Regions from separate parts of the Sus scrofa genome. Here region 1 is linked to region 2. Evidence: chromatin contacts called from public targeted proximity ligation data. All regions are on one chromosome and are shown on one strand. The core of a region is the stretch at or near the end of the contact, and the rest is flanking DNA. Distances in the headings are between cores, read along the strand shown. Region 1 holds the start of UQCRB (ubiquinol-cytochrome c reductase binding protein). Region 2 overlaps PTDSS1 (phosphatidylserine synthase 1).

The links.
Region 1: a targeted proximity ligation map of alveolar macrophages shows a contact between it and region 2, with 5 times the contacts expected there. A contact is called at or near these places in 2 of 5 promoter capture datasets (fetal liver and liver), 31 of 47 Hi-C or Micro-C datasets (adipose tissue, alveolar macrophages, blood and 15 more) and 2 of 2 datasets of targeted methods (alveolar macrophages and skeletal muscle).

Annotation. Positions count from the first base shown.
Region 1 is chr4:40,397,553-40,404,600 of Sscrofa11.1, forward strand. UQCRB (ubiquinol-cytochrome c reductase binding protein) reads left to right here and starts at 5,752. Exons shown (of 4, transcript NM_001185172.1): 1 at 5,752-5,803. The coding sequence starts at 5,785. MTERF3 (transcription termination factor 3, mitochondrial) reads left to right here. Exons shown (of 9, transcript XM_021089076.1): 9 at 1,798-2,062. The coding sequence ends at 1,992.
Region 2 is chr4:40,306,833-40,313,583 of Sscrofa11.1, forward strand. The region is part of intron 10 of PTDSS1 (phosphatidylserine synthase 1); the gene reads right to left. Among named protein-coding and RNA genes, the nearest start is that of PTDSS1, 66 kb to the right of the region's middle.

The sequences.
Region 1 (7,048 bases), core at 4,502-7,001, 93 kb after region 2:
GTTTTACTCCCAGAGAATTCAGTGGATCATTAACAGGATGGAACCCTTCCGACACTGTAAGGTAGCCCCTGGTAGTCAACCGCACAAGCACGCCAACAAAAAAGAGAGAGTCTCAGTCTGAGCTATGACTTCAGGATTTGAAAGATGACACAAGTCGGAGTTCCCGTCGTCGTGGTGCAGTGGAAACGAATCCAACTGGGAACCATGAGGTTGCGGGTTCAATCCCTGGCCTCGCTCAGTGGGTCAGGGATCTGGTGTTGCTGTGAACTGTAGTGTAGTTCACAGACGCAGCTCGGATCTGGCGTTGCTGTGGCTCTGGTGTAGGTCACCACCCACAGCTCCGATTAGACCCCTAGCCTGGGAACCTCCATATGCCACAGGTGCGGCCCTAAAAGACCAAAAAAGAAAAAAAAGATTACACAAGTCTATGATAATAAATTCACCTTGAACCACTGAAAAGTAATATGATCTAGTTAGAAGCTGTATCAATGCTTCAAAGTGTAATTATATTTAGGAAATTAATAAATAATACTTTGGGGAGTTCCTGTCGTGGCGCAGTGGTTAACGAATCTGACTAGGAACCATGAGGTTGCGGGTTCGATCCCTGGCCTTGCTCAGTGGGTTAAAGATCCGGCGTTGCCGTGAGCTGTGGTAGGTTGCAGATTCAGCTCAGATCCCATGTTGCTGTGGCTCTGGCGAAAGCCAGTGGCTGCAGCTCCAATTTGACCCCTAGCCTGGGAACCTCCATATGCTGCGGGAGCGGCCCAAGAAATAGCAAAAAAAGACAATAAATAAATAAATAAATATATGATAGTTTGGGTGCTTCAGAGTCATTTGTGGTCTTGTCTGTATGTTGGATAGTAATTTTGTGAGCCAGGAGTCCTACATTCTAAAGAAATACAGCTAAAAGCATCTTGCATCTTCTGAACAGTAATAATGGGATAATGGGAATTTAGTTGCCAAAATGAAGGCAGAACAGCATGTAATTTGTTTCTGCAGAGAGAGAAAAAGATGTTTTGTTCCCAAAGCAAGCCAAACCCATGTTGAGTTAGCACACTATACTTTTTTTGGTCACTATTCTTAAGGTACATTAGTTTTCAACAGTTGTTTTTCATAATGACCTGTTAATATTTTGTTTCCACTTGAACATAAAGAAAGACTCCCAGGGGTTATGTGTCATGTAGAGTGTCCCCAGTGCATCTGAAATAGAGCCAAGAGAAGAACCTGGGACCTAACACTGAATGTGGTCCATTGGGCCTTGCCTGGGGGCCTCACAGATGTCTATCCAGCTTAGGACTCTATTTCAAGTGGCCTGACCTCCCAGTAATACCTTCTTTCTTGCAGCTGGTTTTTGGGACTTAGCCTGCTTCTAATTCCTTTTTACAGTAAACTATATTCACTCTGCTCCTTGGGAGCTTTAACTCCCGAAGTGGGTGAGTGGCTCCCCTGAAGTCCAGGTTCATTTCCTTTTGATACTAGTCACAGAGAGCAACAGGAATTTAAAAAGAAGGAAAGAAAAAAAAAAAGATAGGAAGCTTCACAGCCTGTTTAAATTTTTGGCCAAATAAACATTTTAATAGTTTTAGACATAATAAACATTTTCATCTTTTAGTGCAAATGTTATCATTATTATTATTAGCCATGCCCACTGCATGTAGAAGTTCCTGGGCCATGCATGGATTGAGCCCATGCCACATCATCGACCCAGGCTGCTGCTTGGATTTTGATCCCTTAACCCACTGAGCCACCAGGGAATTCCCACAATATTTTTTAAACGACTTTTTTTTTCTTTTCTAGGTATTTAATACAAGGTTGTTTAAAATCAAAGAAAGACATTTGTTTCTTGCCTATTTAGGAAGAGCACAGTATGATCCAGCAAAGCCTAACTACATCTCTTTGGACAAACTGGTATCTATGCCTGATGAAATATTTTGTGAAGAGATGGCCAAGGCCTCAGTACAGGACTTTGAAAAATTCTTAAAAACTCTTTAATTTTTGATGAATGTTACCATGTAATAATGTAAAGTGAATGTTTATATGAATAAATTAATATATTTTTAAATAAATGCCTCAAGCCTCAATTGATACTGAAAAAAAATGTCCTGACATTGTAAATTTGGGTGTACTTCTGGTAGATGTTTCTTACAAGTTCCTGGTAACTGAATTTATCTTTGACTCAGCCATTTCCTTTCTCCTTAGGAAGGAGATTACTAAAAATATAGCAAGCTCAGGAGTTCCCGTTGTGCCTTGGCAGAAATGAACCCTACTAGTATCCATGAGGATGTGGGTTCGATCCCTGGCCTTGCTCAGTGGGTTAAGGATCCAATGTTGCTGCAAGCTGTGGTGTAGGCCACAGATGTGTCTTGGATGGCTTGGATTCTGTGTTGCTGTGGCTGAGGCGTAGGCTGAGCTTTGATTAGACCCCTAGCCTGGGAACCTCCATATGCCATGGGCGCAGCCCTAAAAAAGACAAAAAGAAAAAAAAATACATATATACATATAAATAAATTATATAGCAAGCTTAGAAGAACAGAGTCAGTTTTAGTATAAGCTGGTATGTTGAAGCTGGTATGTTGTCCTGGCGCAGATGAGGTCAGTGGAAGATTTTCCTATTTTCTTGTGTGTGTGTGTGTGTGTGTGTGTGTCTTTTCTAGGGCCACTTCCCGAGGCATATGGAAGTTCCCAGACTAGGGGTCTAATCAGAGCTGTAGCTGCCAGCCTCTGCCACAGCCACAGCAACGGAGGATCCAAGCCACCTCTTCGACCTACACCACAGCTCACGGCAAGGCTGGATCCCCAACCCACTGGGCGAGGCCAGGGATCCAACCTGCAACCTCATGGTTCCTGGTCGGATTTGTTAACCACTGTGCCACGACGGGAACTCCTATTTTCAAAGTCTTTTCAAGGAGTTTTGGGAGCATGCTGAGTTAAGGATCTAGCATTGCCACAGTTGTGGTGTGTAGGTCACAGCTGCAGCTTGGATTTGATCCCTGGACCAAGAACTAGTATATGCCACAGGTCTGGCCAAAAATAATAAATACAGGGGTTTTATCACAAGACAGCTCTATTTAAAGTTTCTGGAGCATACTATATTCCACCTCGTATCTACTACTCACTTAGATAATGCTATAAAAATTACTCAATTTTGGATTTTCTGCACTGTTAGGTTTCTGAGCACAGACATTCAGAGCTGGCCAGAGGAAGGATGAATTGGAATTCAGGATTAATAGATACATACTACTATAGCAAAAATAAGCAAAAAGGACCTACTGTATAGCACAGGGAACTATATTAAATATCTTGTGTAAAAGAGTCTGAAAAAGTACATATATATATATATATATATATATTCACTTTGCTGTACCCCTGAAACTAACACAACATTGTAAATCAACAATACTTTAATTTAAAAAAAAAATTGCCCAGTCAGTTACTGAGAATCAGGAAAAGGAAGGAAAGTTGTTTGAAGGTGAGCAATGAGAATATAAAAGGGCACAATAAATCTTTGACTTAGTGGCAGGGTGTAAAGATTTATAGCATGAAATAATATTTCCTTTTTTCCATTTACCATTTAAACATGTAATCCTGGGCAAATTATTTAACCTCTAGTCTGCTTATTTGTAAGATGAGCCATCGTGGTTTGTTATCTGCCTTAGGATCACGAGACTGAGTAGACCCCCAAGGAACCACATCCGGTATTTGCAATCGTATTATTCCCTCCCACACTGACTGGTGCACTCTGGTTCCTGGGCTACTTGCACATCTGCAGTTGTCCTGGAACCCTGGGCCAGGATGGAAAGAGGCCTGGTGACTACTGGAGAAATGAGGCGGGAAGAGATTCCCGACCAAACCTCAGCTGTTCCAAGTGAGCACCAGATAAGTGAGTGAGAGCCAGTCTTGTGTATTCCAGCCTCAGTAGGTACCACAGGGAGCAGAATTTCCCAGCCGAATTCAGAATTGGGAATTCAGAAAGTGTTTTAAACCACTAACTTTGGGAGTAGTTTATTGTGTATCAGGGCTTTGTGCTGTTGGGTATCCTGAAACCTTGTGAGAAACTAAATTTATAATGGGTCAGGGCCTTCCTGTTAGAGGAATTTTATTCACTTGCCCAGCAGACATTTGCGTTCCTAAAATACAGTACCTAGGGTGGCAGGGATATGTGTCTTCATGGAGTTCTCTAATGGATGAGATCACATAACAGGAAACAAGGAAGAAGGATGAGCTAGGAGGCAAAGCATGGAGCCATCCTGCCTAGCCTTTCTTTGGCTCAGAACCTCATTTTGCCTTTATTAACAACCCTCTCAGAATGGGCTATCTGTGTTGCTGTAATGAACAGTCCTAAAACCACAAGTATTTTGTTGTTGTTGTTTGTTGTATTGTCAGGGCTGCATCCAAGACACATGGAGGTTCCCAGTCTAGGGGTCGAATCAGAGCTATAGCTGCTGGCCTACACCACAGCCACAGCAACACCAGATCCTTAATCCACAGGGAAGCCAGGGATAGAAGCCACGTCCTCATGGATACTTGACGGGTTTGTTACTGCTGCACCACAATGGGAACTCCCAAATACAAATTTCTTTTTAAAACATAGCATGATGAGAGGGATTTAACCTTTGACTCTTCTCATGACTGTGTTCAGCAAGAGAACTTGCTTATATGTGGAGAGCTGTCACTGTGGAGCATATCTTCTTTTGCAGGGAAAAGTTACTTGGATAGTCCCCTCTCTGCCTCACCCACTAATTAATCATTTATTTTGCTTTGCATCCTTTAGTAAAATTCTTCTCCCTTAACAGTTTGTGACACTGCTGCCCCTGGGTTTTTATACCTCAGATGAAACATGTTGGAATTGAGACAGTGAAAGTAGTTATTTTACCTTAAAATTGCATTCAAGGAGTTGCCTTTGTGGCTCATGGAGTTAAGGACCCAACGTTGTCTCTGTGAGGATTCCGTCCTCCTTCAGTGGGTTAAGGATCTGGTGTTGCCCAAAAGGTACAGCCTAAATTGCAGATCCAGTTCGGATCCATTGTGGCCTAGGCCTTGGCTGAAGCTCCAGTTAGAACTCTGGCCCAGGGAACTTCCATATGCCGCAGGTGTAGCCATAAAAACAAACAAAAAAATCACAAGGCACTCAAATTCTCTTAACTAGATTTCCACTAAAAAGTCTTGATGTACAACTTCACCTGGAGAAACTGAAGGTCAGAGAAGGTGTCTCCTGGATTAGTGGGGTAGCACATGGCCCTACAATTAAGGAGTGCCACAGTTTTATCCAGTCTCAGATTCTGGAAGATGAATCTGGATTCTCCCTACCTTGTGTGCCCTTGGACAATTTATGAAAGCTTTCTGAGCCTGTTTCCTCTTCCCTACAATAGGTACGATCACAGTAGTATTTATCTTACAGATTTAGAATTAAATGAAAATACGTCCAGAAACTGCTTAGCATGGTGCTTGGCAGAAAGGGCGCAATTCATACTGCCTCAACTCTCAGAGCTCGTCAGTAACACAACCCAAGCTAAAGCCCTGGTGTCCTAATTCCCTGCCTAGTGTTTCCCCCATCAGGTCACAAGTACCGCCTCTTGGAACCGGGACCAGTTCCAGACCCGCTGGATGGATAAAACCCAGGGGGCTGGAGAGGTGTGCAGGGCAGGAACCAAACACCGGCCGCCAAAACTGCGCCTGCGCGAGCGTCCTCCCTCTCCTCGCGACGTGACGTAGCGCGCCTGCGCACTGGACCCTGCGCGTCCTTTAGGACTTACCCATCAGGCAACGCTTCTGTCTCGGGTCAAAATGGCGAGCAGGCCTGCTGGTAAGTGAGTGGCATCTTGCCTGGCTGACGTCGCAGCGCTTAACCTATTTTCGCAGCAACTTGCTCGTCTTCCTTTGCTCTAAGTGGCTAGGTTTGCGGCATAAGGGAAGGCGGCGGCGGCCCGCCTGAAAGACGCTTGGGTCCTACCCCCTTGCTGTCGCTAGGCCGGGCTCGCCCAGAGGGTTGGGATAGGACCTGCTGTGGTGAAGGTACCCGCGGTGGCTGCCACAGCCCTGGTGTTCAGGCTTCTCGTGCTCGGCAGCCCTTCCCCTCGGCCTTAAAAGAGTTCAAGGGCACCAGGAGATAATCAGTGGCTGACCTTGAACCCAAATGAACTGAGTACTTATTGTGAGCCAAGCGCTGTCATGTGCGTTCGCTCGATCAGTTCTCCCGCCGGCGCGAGGGGGACGGTGGTTAGTTTTCCTTTTAGGCTGGTGAGATAACTGAGGCAAAGTGACCGGAGGAAATAGGGCTGGAAACCTGTTCCACCTTTCGCTCTTCTCAGACTGGGAGTTAGAGGCAGCTGAGCAAGGGTTATAGTGAAGTTTCAGGTTGACCTTGGCTTATCTGGAACGTCAAGTTGATCTGTGGATTTGGAGAAATTTTCATTTATTGTAGGCATTGGGATGAACGTATATTATGGAATAGAATGCAGAAACAACCGGAATATTTAAAACAGGACGTTCTAAGGTAGGGTTTTCTTTTTTCTCTTTTTTGGCCAATCGCTGCCCTCTGGCGGTGTGAATTGGAATTAACTTTTAAAAAATGTTTTCTCTCTGCCCCAGCAATTGTGAAGCTAGTAAGGAAACATCAGATTGCCAGATAAGTTGGTTATCTAAATCACATTGAGCTTTTCAGAGGTGGTGGAAACTTTTAAGAATTCATTACTTCATTAATTGGGCAGCTATTTAAGGCGTTCTGCTTCTGTGCTGCGTTTGGAAACTAGGTAGACCTGGCCTAAACCCTATCACTAGCTGCTTCTGATCTTGAATAAATCTTACTCCTCTTATGCAAGGACAAGAGTGTTGTAAATAACTAGCGAATGGGAGTTAAAGCAGATAGAATAGTGCCTGGCACACAGTGAATATTAATCGTTATTACCATCACTGGTAAATACAGTTGTCTCCTACAAATATGTTTGTAGTTTGTTGACTCTTTGGTAGTTGTTTTCCTAGAAGCAGTGCAGTTATGTGGTGCTTAATTTGCAAAGAGATTTACCAAAGCTGTGTAATCTGGGATGTAATA
Region 2 (6,751 bases), core at 2,354-4,853:
TTAACATATTCTAGTACTTGTTCAGATTCTGATATACACCACTATTAAATACACCATTTCATGGAGTTCCCGTCATGGCGCAGTGGTTAACGAATCCGACTAGGAACCATGAGGTTGCGGGTTCGATCCCTGCCCTTGCTCAGTGGGTTAAGGATCTGGCGTTGCCGTGAGCTGTGCTGTAGGTTGTAGACGCAGCTCGGATCCCGCGTTGCTGTGGCTCTGGCGTAGGTCGGTGGCTACAGCTCCGATTCGACCCCTAGCCTGGGAACCTCCATATGCCACAGGAGCGGCTCAAGAAAAGGCAAAAAGACAAAAATAAAATAAATAAATAAATACATCATTTCACAGAAGAGCAAGAGTAGGAAAACTGGAGGATCTGCACATGGAAACCTACAAATGTTTTAGCGCCTTTACAAAGAGAAGAACAGACTGGCCTAGGTTGCACACAGAGGGCAGGCAGGACAAGTTCTACCTCCGAAGACTAGTCAGTGGCTAGGCAGTACTGGTGGGGAGGCTGGCCAAAGGACATCATTCTGCTAAGACCAAGGTAGCAGTGAGGGCTGGGTTGGCTGTCATTGCGCATCCTGCCCACCAGAGGGCAAGCATGCCCGGGCTTCTTCTCCAGCTTCCTTCCTTTCCTTGGGAGGGCAGGCGAGGCAAGTGAGGCTCTTTGGCTGCTGCCAGCTGGGCAGAGCTGGCTTTGCAGCTGGGCTAGGAGAAGTCTGGCAGGTGCTGGGCGACAGATGCTGCTCATCACAATCACCATGCAAGAGGCTTGCCACGGTTGCCAAATTTAGCACTTCGCTTGGGTACAAGAGGCCCCTTTTTCCCTGGTCCCAGGAGGAAGAAGCTTGAAATTTATGGGTTTGCAATCACACCTGTGGACATCTAGGCACATACCCACTTGAAATCCCAAGGCCTGGATTTAAAACAGCAATTGTCCGGATTTTGTTTGAGGAAAAGGGAGGAGAAAAGGAAAGAAAAACGTGAAGGCGGAGAGCCAAAGAGGCACAGAGCCATGGGCGTGTCATCTATGTCATGGTAACAAGCATTGGAAGGCACCCAGACGGATCGGACAATGGGCGCTGGGGCAGCTCATTACCCAGCATATGGGATCTTTGCTTCCACACTAATCTCAAATTCTGTGTATGCTGTCATACCAAGCAAGGCGGAGAGTTGGGGGCTTTGCTTCTCTCAGGGTAAAGACGTGGTGTTGACTCAAGGCTCTCTTACTGAATAATGTTATTGCACATCCTGCCCACCAGAGGGCATTCCTGAGACAGAGACCAATCTTGATCATTAATAAAGGCCACAATGATGAAAAAGTGCCAGGACCTTGTTTGTGCTTTTTCTCTAACTGGGAAATGCACAAGGCAGGGGGGATCCCTAGTCATCCCAGCCAACAGCTGCTTTTTGGGCCGGGTCCCCCCTCCATGGCCCGCATCCCTGATACTGCTCACTGGGATATTCTCATCTTTAATGTCCCCTTTCCTATGGCTGTTTCTTGGCCTCAGCCTGGCCTCTAAATTGTGGCTGCTCCCCAGAACCCGTTCTCAGCCAGCTGCTCTCTCCATGCTATGTTCCCTGACTCTTACCAACTCAATGGCTCCAACCACGTCCTACACACGGATCATCCCGACTCCTTCATCTCCACCACGGGCTGAGTCTTTCCAAAGCTACTGGACAGACCGGAATTTCCAATGACAAGGGACACCTTCACCTGTAAAATCTAAGGGTCCCTCTGGAGTTCCCTTGGTGGCACAGTGGTTAACAAATCTGACTAGGAACCATGAGGCTGCGGGTTCGATCCCTGGCCTTGCTCAGTGGGTTAAGGATCCGGCGTTGCCATGAGCTGTGGTGTAGGTCGCAGACATGGCTTGGATCTGGCATTGCTGTGGCTCTGGCATAGGCCGGTGGCTACAGCTCTGATTCAACCCCTAGCCTGGGAACCTCCATATGCTGCGGAAGTGGTCCTAGAAGAGGCAAAAAGACAAAAAAAAAAAAAAAAAAAAAAAAAAAAAAAAAAATCTAAGGGTCCCTCAAACCTAATCATCTCCTTTCAACAGGCTTCTCTGATATCCCTCAACCTGTTCCCAGCACCAAAAGCCACCCTGATGGCACACACAAGAAAGCCTAGAGTTGCCCCACCCAGCTTTGAGCTGGGCTCTCGATCCAGCCCTTCCTCTGCATCTTCAAAGCTGCTGCCTTGCTTAGGTTCTCACTGAGGTCCCTGCCACCCCCTTGGGCTCCCCCCTGCTCCAGGCCCTGCCCCTCCACACTCTTCACCTCCACCTGCTCTGTGAGATTTCTTTAAACCTGTCCTTCTCCAACTGCAACACACAGAGCCTGTCCTGAGATGCCCATCCCCTCCTTGGCCTCTCACTCTTTCCCCCGCCCTCACCCACACTTGTCTCAGCCCGCCCATGTGTCTTTGCCTCTTGCCCCTGTTCCCTTCTCCTCCCTGCCTTTGCCGCCTGTTCCCTGTGTACCAGGCACTGCACTGGACTCCATGGGGACAAAAGGATGACAGAAGCCTATTCTTTGCAAGCAGGAAGCACCATGTTAAGGAGACAGATACAACCACCAGAGCTGACATTGTCCTGGGGTTAGAATTCAAAGAAATACATACATATGCAGCTGGTCCCCCAAGAAGGAGTTGTCTAGTCTGCCTTGCAGGTCAGAGCGAATCTCATGGAAGGCATGGGTTGATGTTTGGTCTTGGGATAAGGTTCACCATGTAGAGAAAGCTGGGGAAAGCACTCAGAGCGAGCTGGCAGAGGAAGCATCCTGGAGGGAGGCAGGACAGATCTGGGAGGATGCTGAGCCCAGGCAACAGGGAGCACTTTGCTACAGGAGGTGGGTGTGGTGAATGGTTGAGATAAACACGCAAGCACGACGCCCTATTGCAGCTGGGAGGTTTGTGTCAGAGTCTCGGGTGGGGTAGGGTGGATCCTACGTGTTTCTGGCTGTTTCTGTCTCTGGAAGGAGTTTTCCTGGTTTAACACTTGTGCTTCTCTGCATCCCTCATGCCCCCCCCCCTCCGGCAAAGACTGTATCTTAACTGATGAGGGAACACAAGATGAGGAAGCTGGGTGTTTCCTGCCTTCCCATCTGGGTGTGAGGCCTGTGCCCGGGGCTGGAGAGTCCTAGGTCTGCTTTTGGGGGCTACTTTTCTGAAGCCCCTGCTGGCACGCATCTAAAGCTAAGACTGAAAGATGCAGACTCTCGGTAATAAAGATGCTGTGTTGATCTCCGCAGCCTCCATCCACGCTGCCTACCTCTTAACTGCTCTGAACCTGGGAGGGGAGAATGTTGTACTACTGGGTTCTTGCAAAGCCCCAGTGACAGGGAACGAGTCAAAGCAGGGGAAAGGGATTCCCATCTGGATTCTGGATGATCACATAGGCAGCAGTGTAGACAATGGATCTGAAGGGCAGCACAGGGGAAAATGGGTGTCTGGACAGGGGCAGAGGCAGTGGAACAGAGGGGAGGGGATGGAGGTGGGTCACATGCCTGAATGAACTCCGCTGACTCGGAGGGTGACGGAAGAGGAGGCAGCCGCTGAGGTCTCAGGGTGGGGCGCTGAGGGGTGGGGGAACCCCCTGATACTGAGCACATGTGACCTCTGGGCACTTCCCCCCAGCTTGTCTGCTGCTCTCTCCAGGGCTCCTCAGGCTCTGTGCACACACCTCCCGGGGTGTTTATCACACAGTAACATGAGCAGTCTGCACATGTAATTCCCACATGGACTCGGAGGTCCTCAGAGGGGGAGCAGGAAACTCCAGCCAGACTATCCGGGTCCTGAGCCCTGGCACGGCCATTGACTATCTACATGACCTCGGACAGGCTAGTGAACCTCCTGCGCCTTTATTTCTCTATAAAAGAGGGATAATAAAGCACCTCCCATCAAAGCATAAAGATTAAATATGCAGAGTTTCCACTGTGGCACAGTGGAAATAAATCCGACTAGGAACCAGGTTTCGGGTTTGATCCCTGGCCTCGCTCAGTGGGTTAAGGATCCGGCGTTGCCGTGAGCTGTGGTGTAGGTCGCAGACACAGCTCAGATCTGGCGTTGCTGTGGCTGTGCTGCAGGCCAGCAGTTGTAGCTCTGATTCGACCCCTAGCCTGGGAACCTCCATATGCTGTGAGTGCAGCCCTAAAAAGCAAAAAAGAAAAAAAAGATCAAATGCGCAACTTGTGAAAAGTGTTTTGAACAGTATCTGGCACGTTGTAAGCATGAAGCAACTGTATGGGCACCACCGTCTGCGTGTGTGGCTCCAGCATCAGGGCAGCTCTGGCGAGCACTCAGCAACACAGGGGACCACGCTGAGTGATGGAGAGACTGAGAAATGGGTCCTGTCCTCAGTAAAGTTACCATCACACAGACACCAAGGCAGAGCAAAAGTCACCCGGACAAGGAGGAGGATGCTAAGTATCTAATCAGTCAAACAGAGAGAAAGTCTCTAAAGCTTAGAGAGAGACTAGAGGGGCCCCGCTGGCTGGGGGCCAGAGGTGGCTCCTTGGACAGAATCGTAGGGAGACCTTTCTGGCCTCTGATACCCCAGGGGGAGGCCCGAAACGTGCTGCTCTGAGAAGGGCCTTTTGCTCCCATCCCACGTGTCTCGCCTGCCTCAACCTCCCTGAGGCCCTGTGGAGCCAGGTGAGGGGGGCACCCACCCGCCCCCCTGCATGGGCGGAGCTACAATTCAGAGCTGGGATGCACCTGCCAGAGAGAAATGTCTGGAGTGGCCGGTTAGGACCTCCTGGCTCATCTGACACACTCTGCTAACTAGTGCTTATGTCAAGTCTCTCTGCGATGGAAAGATACCTCTGAGCATGAATGCTGGAGTTTGAGTACAAAGGAGCTCATGATTCCCTTTTAATGTTCAAGATAAAATAGGACAGGACAGGTTCAAGGGGCCCTGGCATAGTGAGGATTGCTAACACCTAACCCTAAGAACAGACACCATGAAAGGCAATTTAAAAAACACTTTAAAAACACAAAGTGTAGTCTTGCCAAAAAAATTTTTAAAAGACCTGGATCTTATTAAGCCTGTAGATTCAGCTCCCAATTTACAGAAAATACAGACGACAAAGAAACCTGTAAAGTTACAGTCAGGGTGGAATCAGTAAAACCAGAGTGAGGCAAAATGTATGGGACAAAAGAGCTTGTTTCATTGGCAAATAAACTGTAAAGGAGAGAGAGCTAGAGACAGAGGGAAAAGGATAGATTCAAAGAGACTTAAAAGGCATGCCAACTGGAGTTCCCGTTGTGGCTCAGTGGAAACGAATCTGACTAGCATCCATGAGGACAGGGGTTCGAGCCCTAGCCATGCTCAGTGGGGTAAAGGATCCAACACTGCTGTGAGCTGTGGCATAGGCCAGCGGCTATAGCTGAGATTTGACCTCTAGCCTGAGAACCTCCATATGCCAAGAGTGCAGCCCTAAAAAACAAAACAAAGCAAAAAAGGCATGCCAACCAATCACAATAAGTCAATGTGAGTTGACTCCAATAAACTGTTAAAAAATACAAAATTTAGGGAGTTCCCATCATGGCGCAGTGGAAACCCAACTAGGAACCATGACGTTTCAGGTTCAATCCCTGGCCTCACTCAGTGGGTTAAGGATTTGGCGTTGCCATGAGCTGTGGCGTAGGTTGCAGATGCAGCTTGGATCCTACATTGCTCTGACTGTGGCGTAGGCTGGCAGCTGTAGCTCTGATTCGACCTCTAGCCTGGAAACCTCCATATGCCGTGGGTGCGGCCCTAAAAAGCAAAAAAAAAAAAAAAAAATTTAAGGAAGCATTACAAATGCGAATGCTGGAGTTCCCTTGTGCCACACGGGGTTAAGGATCTGGTGTTGTCACTGCAGCAGCTTAGGTCATTGCTGTGGCTCAGGTTTCTTCCCTGGCCTGGGAACTTCCATGAGCCATGAGGCGAGGCCCAGGAAAGAAAAAAAGAAATGTGAACACCAATCAGATATTTGACAGCAAGAAGGGACTAATTCTTTCTCAGACATGATAATAAGATGGCTGCATTAAACAAAAAAGCATTCTTACCTTCTTTTAGAGAAATATACTGAAATAGTAAAGGTGGATCTGCTTCAGAAGAATTGGGGTGAGGACAGCGGGTATGGAATATAAGGGCACAAGACTGGCCAGGAGGTGATAACTGTTGAAACTGGGTGACATGGTCGGGAGGGGTGAGCTACTCTATCTACTTCCAGACATCTGAAATTTTCTCTGAGTATAAAAAAAGCCCAAGTTGATTTTCTGGACCAAGTGAAGTCAAAGTGGAAAATCTTAAATGTAAAAATAAGACTTTTCTCCAAAATAACAAAACAAATTAAAGGGTGGTATAGGAATTCCCGTTGTGGCTCAGGGAGTTAAGGACCTGACCTAGTCTTCATGAGGATGTGGGTTCAATCCCTGGCCTCACTCAGTGGGTTAAGGAGCCAGTATTACTGTGCGCTGTGGTGCAGGTCGCAGACACAGCTTGGATCCCGTGTGGCTGTGGCTCTGGTGTAGGCCAGCAGCCGCAGCTCCGATGCCACCCCTAGCCTGGGAACTTCCATGTGCCACAGGTGCAGTTATAAAAACAATAAATAAGTAAGAAGGGCAATCACTGCAAGTTTCCTGGTGGTCTAGCAGTTAGGACTTGGTGCTTTCACCACGGCGGTCCAGGTTCAATCCTTGGTCTGGGAACTGAGATTCCACATCAACAAAACAGAAGCACAATCACAGGATTTTAAG